2 separate regions of the Zea mays genome follow, and region 2 is linked to region 1. Evidence: chromatin contacts called from public Hi-C data. All regions are on one chromosome and are shown on one strand. Each heading gives the region's core, a stretch centred on a gene start, on an enhancer-like site or on the middle of the called end of the contact. The rest is flanking DNA. Distances are from core to core; before and after follow the strand shown.

What was found. Hi-C and Micro-C count contacts between places; a contact is called where the count stands out from the background.
Region 2: a contact with region 1 is called in a Hi-C map of tassel, with 4 times the contacts expected there. The contact joins the promoter of LOC100280059 here to the promoter of LOC100381867 in region 1. A contact is called at or near these places in 2 of 25 Hi-C or Micro-C datasets (ear and tassel).

The regions. Positions count from the first base shown.
Region 1 is chr6:7,269,317-7,272,812 of Zm-B73-REFERENCE-NAM-5.0, forward strand. It overlaps LOC100381867, which reads right to left and starts at 1,788. Exons shown (of 1, transcript NM_001174652.1): 1 at 524-1,788. The coding sequence starts at 1,736. The coding sequence ends at 756. LOC100194325 (chromatin assembly factor 1 subunit B) reads left to right here. Exons shown (of 13, transcript NM_001139363.1): 13 at 59-496. The coding sequence ends at 273.
Region 2 is chr6:7,692,070-7,695,628 of Zm-B73-REFERENCE-NAM-5.0, forward strand. LOC100280059 reads right to left here and starts at 1,508. Exons shown (of 5, transcript NM_001152999.1): 1 at 1,400-1,508. LOC100282392 reads left to right here and starts at 3,133. Exons shown (of 8, transcript NM_001155303.2): 1 at 3,133-3,417. The coding sequence starts at 3,189.

The DNA of each region.
Region 1 (3,496 bases), core at 538-3,037:
CTTTACTCCCATGTATTTTCTTGAAGGCACTAACAAGAATCAACTCTTGAAAATTCAGGAACAGGAGAGCTTGCCGAAGGAAATGTAACCTGTGAAAACAAGGAGCCGGTAACAATAGACAGTATGGAAGTAGATGCCGATGATACCAAAGGCAAGGAGGCAACCATACCCGTGGCAGCTGAAGTGACACCGCCACCAGCGGTACCGGCAGCGAAGAACAGCGCATCTAGTAAGCCTGCTAAGAGGCGAATTACTCCTATCGCAATCGACTAGGTAGTAGACGCAGCAGTTAGGGTTTTGATGTGTTATGTAGTGATGGCAAGTACTGGATACTATGTTTAGGCTACCCTGTAAAGTCGTTTGTGCTGCGGTGCTCATCTTCTGCTCTAGTCCTCCTGCTCTTGACACAATTGGGGAGAATGTGAACAGAAGGGCTGTGTGTATGTATGAGCACACTTTGTTATGGCGCAACATGCAAGCCACTAACCGACATCTTAAGAAGTGGAGTTCATTACTGAGGAGTGAGGAAGTTGTTTCACACGAGCTGCTCATATACAAATGCTGGCATACAAATTACACATTGAAATCAATCAGATGGGGACATGACGCCCTTATTTCATTTACATGAAAGAACATAGAATCTTATCAAAATACCGAAAACGAATGGGAGGGTAGTATGTATATGTGTGTGTGTATGGGTATGGTATTGGCCTCAAGTTGAAGGGCCTTGGGTGCAGTAGGCATCATCATGCATCTCAGGACTTTGTTATGCGCGCCTTGGATTTGTCATACTCTTCCTGGCTCTCGCCGGCCTCTTCAAACCTGATGTCCTCATCCTCCGAAAGGACCTCAACCCTTTCGCCATGTGGCCCAGGCACGATCATCTCGTCGACGTGCTTGTGCTTGGTGACGTTGATGACCTCCGTCTTCCTCTCCTCTCCGCTCTGGTGTTTCTTGTGCCAGGTCCAAGGGGCGGTGCTCGAGGACTCGCCGATGGCGTCCTGCTTCCTGACCGCCTCCTGGAACCTGACGTCCTCGTCCACCGTCAGCCTGACGGCGCTCGCGCCCCCGGCCGGCCCGGGCACGGTCTGCTTGTGGACGTGGACGTGGTCGCTGAAGTTGAGCACCTCGGCCTTGGCCTCCTCCTCCTCTGCCTTCCTCCCCCTCCTCTTCTTCTTCTTGTGCCAGCAGAGGAGCGCGGCAGCCAGGCATGCCAGCAGCAGCAGGCCGCCCAGGGAGACGAACACCACGATGATGACGATGTGGTGCGGGGGGCTAGGTGGAGGCGGCACGGGCGCCGGCGGAGGCGGCATGGGCAGGTGAGGCGGTGGTGGCGCTTGAGGCCGAGGAGTTGGTGGTGGTGGTGGGCGGATGGGTGGTGACGGTGGTGGTGGAGGAGCGCGGCGTGGTGGCGGCGGTGGCTGAGTGGGAGGTGGAGGGGCGCGGCGTGGTGGCGGCGGTGGCTGAGTGGGAGGTGGAGGAGCGCGGCGTGGTGGCGGCGGTGGCTGAGTGGGAGGCGGGGGAGCGCGGCGCGGTGGCGGTGGCGGCATTGTGGGTGGTGGCGGTGCCAGAGCCGGTGGTGGGGGAGCACGGCGCGGAGGAGGCGGTTGTGGTAGGGTGGGCGGTGGTGGAGCGCGTCGCGGTGGCGGGAAGGGCTGCTGTGGTGGTCTTGGAAGGTAAGGGTTCGGAGGGAGGTAGGGGAAGCCAAGTCCTGGAGGGGTAGGGTTGAACGCCATCGCTGCTGCTGGATGATCTCGGAGGAGAGCTGTGTGGTGCTGTAGTGAGGTGAGGCGAGTGAGCTGTGGTGGTGATAATCAATGTAGCACGTATTTATATATTTGCATATGTATGCATGTGCTGTGGTGTGGCTTGTTTTGGGAGGGAAGGGAAGGGAAGGGCGCTTGAAGGTTTGCGTTGCAAGTGACTTGGCTCCTCTGCTACGGTTTCGGCTGGGGGGGCTTGCATTGCTTCGAAACAATGCGGTCCCTTCCCTTGGCTGCCTCCGTCTCTACTAGTCTAGTGCATGATCTATGGAGACACTGACATCTAGTATGTAGCTGGTCTCCATCTGCCCTTTTGGGACCTGATCATGATCGTCAATATATGAAGAGAGGTGCTTGGATCGCCACACTGAAGACACGCAATGCAGCATGGTGCAGATTGTGCTCCAGTCCCTGCAGGGTGCGTGCGATGCTTTTGAGTGAAGCACTGGACCTCTCGGGTGGTCGCGGTGTGCCAAGAAAGAGGCGCTAGCTGCCATTTCTGTCTGTGGATGGCTTGTAAGCAAATGACACCCAGCCAACTCGAGTGCGTTGTAAGGTACGAGAGGGGAGGGGACAGGGCGGATGCATTCCATGCATCACCATCACCGTCTAGTCTACTCTTGTTTCTATCCACCGTAATCTCGGATGCATTACGCGCCGATTATAGCCCATTTGATATTTGGTCCATATCATCATCATGCATATACATAGCCATTTCCATGGCCCGGGTCATGGTACATGGTTTATGGCCCAAAGAGATGGACAGACCATTTCATGGCCCGGTTAGAATCTGGGCCTTTATTCGAATAATGGGCTCCGAATTGAAGGACCGCTTCGTGTGATTCCCCAAAGCTGGCCCTGCATGCAGCATGGCAAATTATATGGGCTGCGTACGTGTTCTACCTTCCGGTGCAGCAAACGACCTAAACCAGCTTCATTGGTACACAATGCATGCATATGCATGAATACTAAATATATATGCATGGTTGGAAATGCAATGCTGATGCTCGTAGCTAGCCATGCATAGTGACCTGCACATGCATGAGCGTACGTCACGACGACGGAAACAAGGCATGCATGCCACCCATTATTCATTCATGGCGCACCGCCAAGCCGGCCGCGCGCCGTCGTAGACGTACATGATCCTTGCTGCATGCATCGGTGCCGCCGCCATATATATGTTACTAGACCCCAGCAGAGCAGCGCAAGCAAGCATGTATCACGGTTTCTCCTGTTCATTCCTGACGCGCTGCTGTAGACGACGATGATAGGAATGAACCAAGATCTTGTTTGGGTTTTTGGAATAGACCACCGCATGCATTCGATGATTACGATCGAGGACGTACTCCTGTTTGCGTGTTTTTTCTTCTTCTTCTTGCCAAACAGCGACAATTGGAACTTATAATATCGTCACCACAAACAACACCAGCATTGGGTATTTAATAATACTACCTTCGTTATTTTTTATTTGTTGTGGTTTAGTTCAGAAATAAATTAGATAGCAAGCGACAAATATTCGAGAACAAGATAATATATTTTATATAAACAGTTGGTGAGGTGGTACATGCATGGCATGCTAAGCAAGTGGTACTACAGTAGTAGCAATAGAATGCATGCGTGCCTCATTATTTATCTTTTTGACAAAAAAAAACACAAAACAAAAGCATGCATGCAGTGCATTGATGATGAGCAAGTGTCCAAGCATGCAGGCGCGGCCGTATAAGCCTAGGGAG
Region 2 (3,559 bases), core at 258-2,757, 420 kb after region 1:
AACAAAAAGTACTGAATAACGCAAAAAAATCGCTCCTCAAATGTGGAAAAGTAACGTAAGTCAATCCAATTAGCTAACAACGATAAACTTGACAGCATGTACAGGCACACTCAGTAAGTGGCATTGGTTACTTTAGCCAGATGATAAAATTCAACCTGACAAAATAGTAGGACAGAATAGAGGAAAATGTAAAAAGAACTAATGCAGATGTATGACCTAATGGTGTAATGTCTCAGAGATATAAACTAATGGTGAAGTTCCAATTTGTAGTCCCTAATCGAACAATGAACCATCTCACATATTTGATCAAAGGATAAAGGGCCAGGCAACCAGCAAAACCACAAGAAATACGTTACGAGCGCTGACTAGGTGCTCCCTCTTGCCCTTGGGGCGAGAGGAACATAGGTGGCATAAAACAATCAAGCAAAATGTTTTAGCCAGAATACAGCTACTCGAATCACTCAAGTCAAAAGACAATTATACTTATATGGCTACTGGTATGAAGGAAAGGAGCTGCAAAGTATCTGACTGATATTTTTTATATTTCAAAGGATGGCTAGTCGTGTGTGGTGCTTAATCAAGAAAAAAGGCGCCGGCTTCTTCATGATTTTCTGGCTGAACGGTCTGCAGAATATGCAACGCAATAAACAGGTAGCTCTGCATTGTAAGGTCGTATATGTAGTTCAGAGTGAGACACAATGGTTCTGTCTCCCAACGACCTGTATTTTATTTTTGAAACTAATGTTCAACCTCAAAAACATGAATTCATTCATTACTTAATTTATATATGCTACACAAGTGGGGACAGATGATGTGCAGCAAAGAAACATTGGACAGATGATGTGAGGTTCAGAGGCAACAGGTGCACCTACTGTTGTGTCCATGAACAAATAACATACTGTAGTAGATTTTAAGTGGCAAATTACTGAGAGCGGTAGGGGGAGCATAACGTGCATCACGAGTGAAACTAACAGTGAGCATTTCTCCCACTTAAATCGAATTTGGTAACGATAACGTACATATATACATAAAAATAGCACAGCCGGTGGTCACTTTGCCATGCCGAGGCTGTACGATTACTGATTAGAACAACAAGGCCTTGAAAACATATGGCGAGCGCTAGCTCCAGGAGCGACGATCGGCGCGGTTAATCGCGCGATCAGCCTCAACTGACTGATCCGCCGAATCAGGGGCACGCAGCGGACACGGTAGTGCATACCCCGGTAATTTTTGCATCAACAACAAAAGAAAAAAAATATATAAAGCAAATCAGTAGGCATAATACACGAGCGTACAGGCTCTTGATTAGATCAGATCCAGCTAGGGTTTAGGTGGCCGGTTCCGCTAACGCACGGCAGGGAGTGAAAGGGAAGAGACGGGGTGGGGCGGGCAAGCGTACATGTAGTGGGCGTGGGGGTGGTCGTCGCCGGCGAAGTCCTCGGCAGCGGCGGTCGACCGGCCGTCGCCACGAGGGACAGGGGTCCCCGATGAGACAGAGGAGGAAATGCAGGAAGGGAAGAGAATGCAGAAGCAATTTGGCACTAGTATAGTATAGGAGAGTATTTTTTTTTAGCAGAAAGAGGAGAGGTGAGGGGGGACGGGACGGGGGAGAAGGGGAGGCCAGGGTGGGCAGCACACCTTTGGCTTTGAGAAGTAAAGTTGCGGGCATAATACAAGGGAACAGTAGATCGCCGCTGCTCCTTCGATTCGAATCCCCACCCCGTTCCTTCCGCCGCAAGCGCAGCCGCTGCCGCCACCGCCGCGCGTGCTCCAGCCTCCGGCTCACCGCCGATGGGCTCCACGTGCCTGTAGTGCGGCGAGGGCGCGGTGGTGGCGGATCCGGACTCGGACGCGGTCGTTTGCACTTGCACCTCGTGCGTGCGGCGTCATCCAGGACGGCGGCGGCGCGGAGTTCGTCCACCAGTCAACTTCCAACGATGCAAAAAAAAAAAAAAAAAAAACAGCAAGAGGATATGTTCGTGAATGATGGGATATTGCTCATTTTGAGTGCAACTAGGCAATACCTAATATTCAATCAGATCTTATGTGTAAATATGCTTATAGCCGTTTGCTTCTCCTTGTAGTCTGGCTGCATGAGCCAGGACGGCGAGATCTTATGTGTAAATGTGCAAGCGAGTCTCTTATAGCCTGTTTGCTTCTCTCTGTAGTCTGGCTGCATGAGCCAGGACTGCGGGAATCTGGCTCCAGGGATACGACCAATTTGCTCGCGTCTATAGAGCCTGGTCTAGAGTGCTTTAAGTACCGTGCGAGTCTGGTTTCACTCTATACGTAGGTAACCAAACATACACCTCGCACGCGTAGAGCCTGGTTAACAACAACCAAACACCAGCTCATTACATCCCATCATGTAAGCACCAGCAAATACATGCAGCCAAACACATAGTTAAGGGTTGTTTGGTTCTATATCTATGGTGCCAAAACTTGCCACGCAATTTTACGCCACACTTGACTAATGTGACTAAGGTTAGGCGTTCAAATTCTACGCCACAATTTGCCATGTCTAAAAGAATCTTGCCATACTTTTACCAGTCATTGACGAGTAAGATCTATGTAGCAGGAAAAAAATGTTGCTACAACTATGGTTTCAAACCAAACACATGACCAATTTGATCAAATTTGGCTAAATTTAGATGTGACAAATCGTGGCAAGTTAGACAGTAAATTAAACAATCCTTAGTTTGTTAGATCATGATCTAATTTGTAGACATGACCGTGATTTACTAGAGAGTTTCCATAAATCTACACGAGGTAGTCAAATAGACTTTTGTGGATATTTGTATGCATACTTTTTGTAGAGCGTTGCTATACATGACTTTATTGATAGACTCAAATACAAGTAAGGCCGTCTAGTAGTCTATGATTTATTAGTTTAAAATAAGGACAACAACAACAACGGTAGATTAACGTTGTTCGTACACTCATACTCCATTCGTATGGATGAGTGGTACACGAAGGACTTCTCTTTTTTTAAGTTACATGAACTTTTCCTTCCAAGTAAAAAATCGGCAGAAACCATTGTCGCATCCACATCCCCGTCACTCCGTCAGTCCAAATCCATTGATGACAAAGCGGCCGAGTCGCACACTCCAATGAAGGGAAGCTTTGGTTGGTTGACTGCTCCATCCACCCACCCCCTACAGTTCAGTTCAGTTCAGTTGGTCTAGGCCATGGCCATGTCCGCTTCCTCCTCCTCGCGCGCCCTCCTCCGCCGGATCGGCGGCGCGCTCCTCCGCCGCTCCTTCTCCTCCTCATCCGCCGCCTCCGCAGGGTACCACGTCGCGGGCGGGCCCAGCTACATGCGCGGCGCCGTCTTCTGGGAGCCCGGCCGCCCGCTCACGCTCGAGGAGTTCCGCATGCCGCGGCCCAAGGCCGGCGAGCTCCTCATCAAGACCAAAGGTCCCGCCTTTCCCCCCTTCTTCTCGCACTACATTGCTGCTACGCTACGCTTCCAATTCTGAATTGCCACTCGACTCCAGCGATTGCTAGTGATAGAGGTTGCTTTGTTGGATAACCAAATGCAAAAGCTGCTCGATTTGGT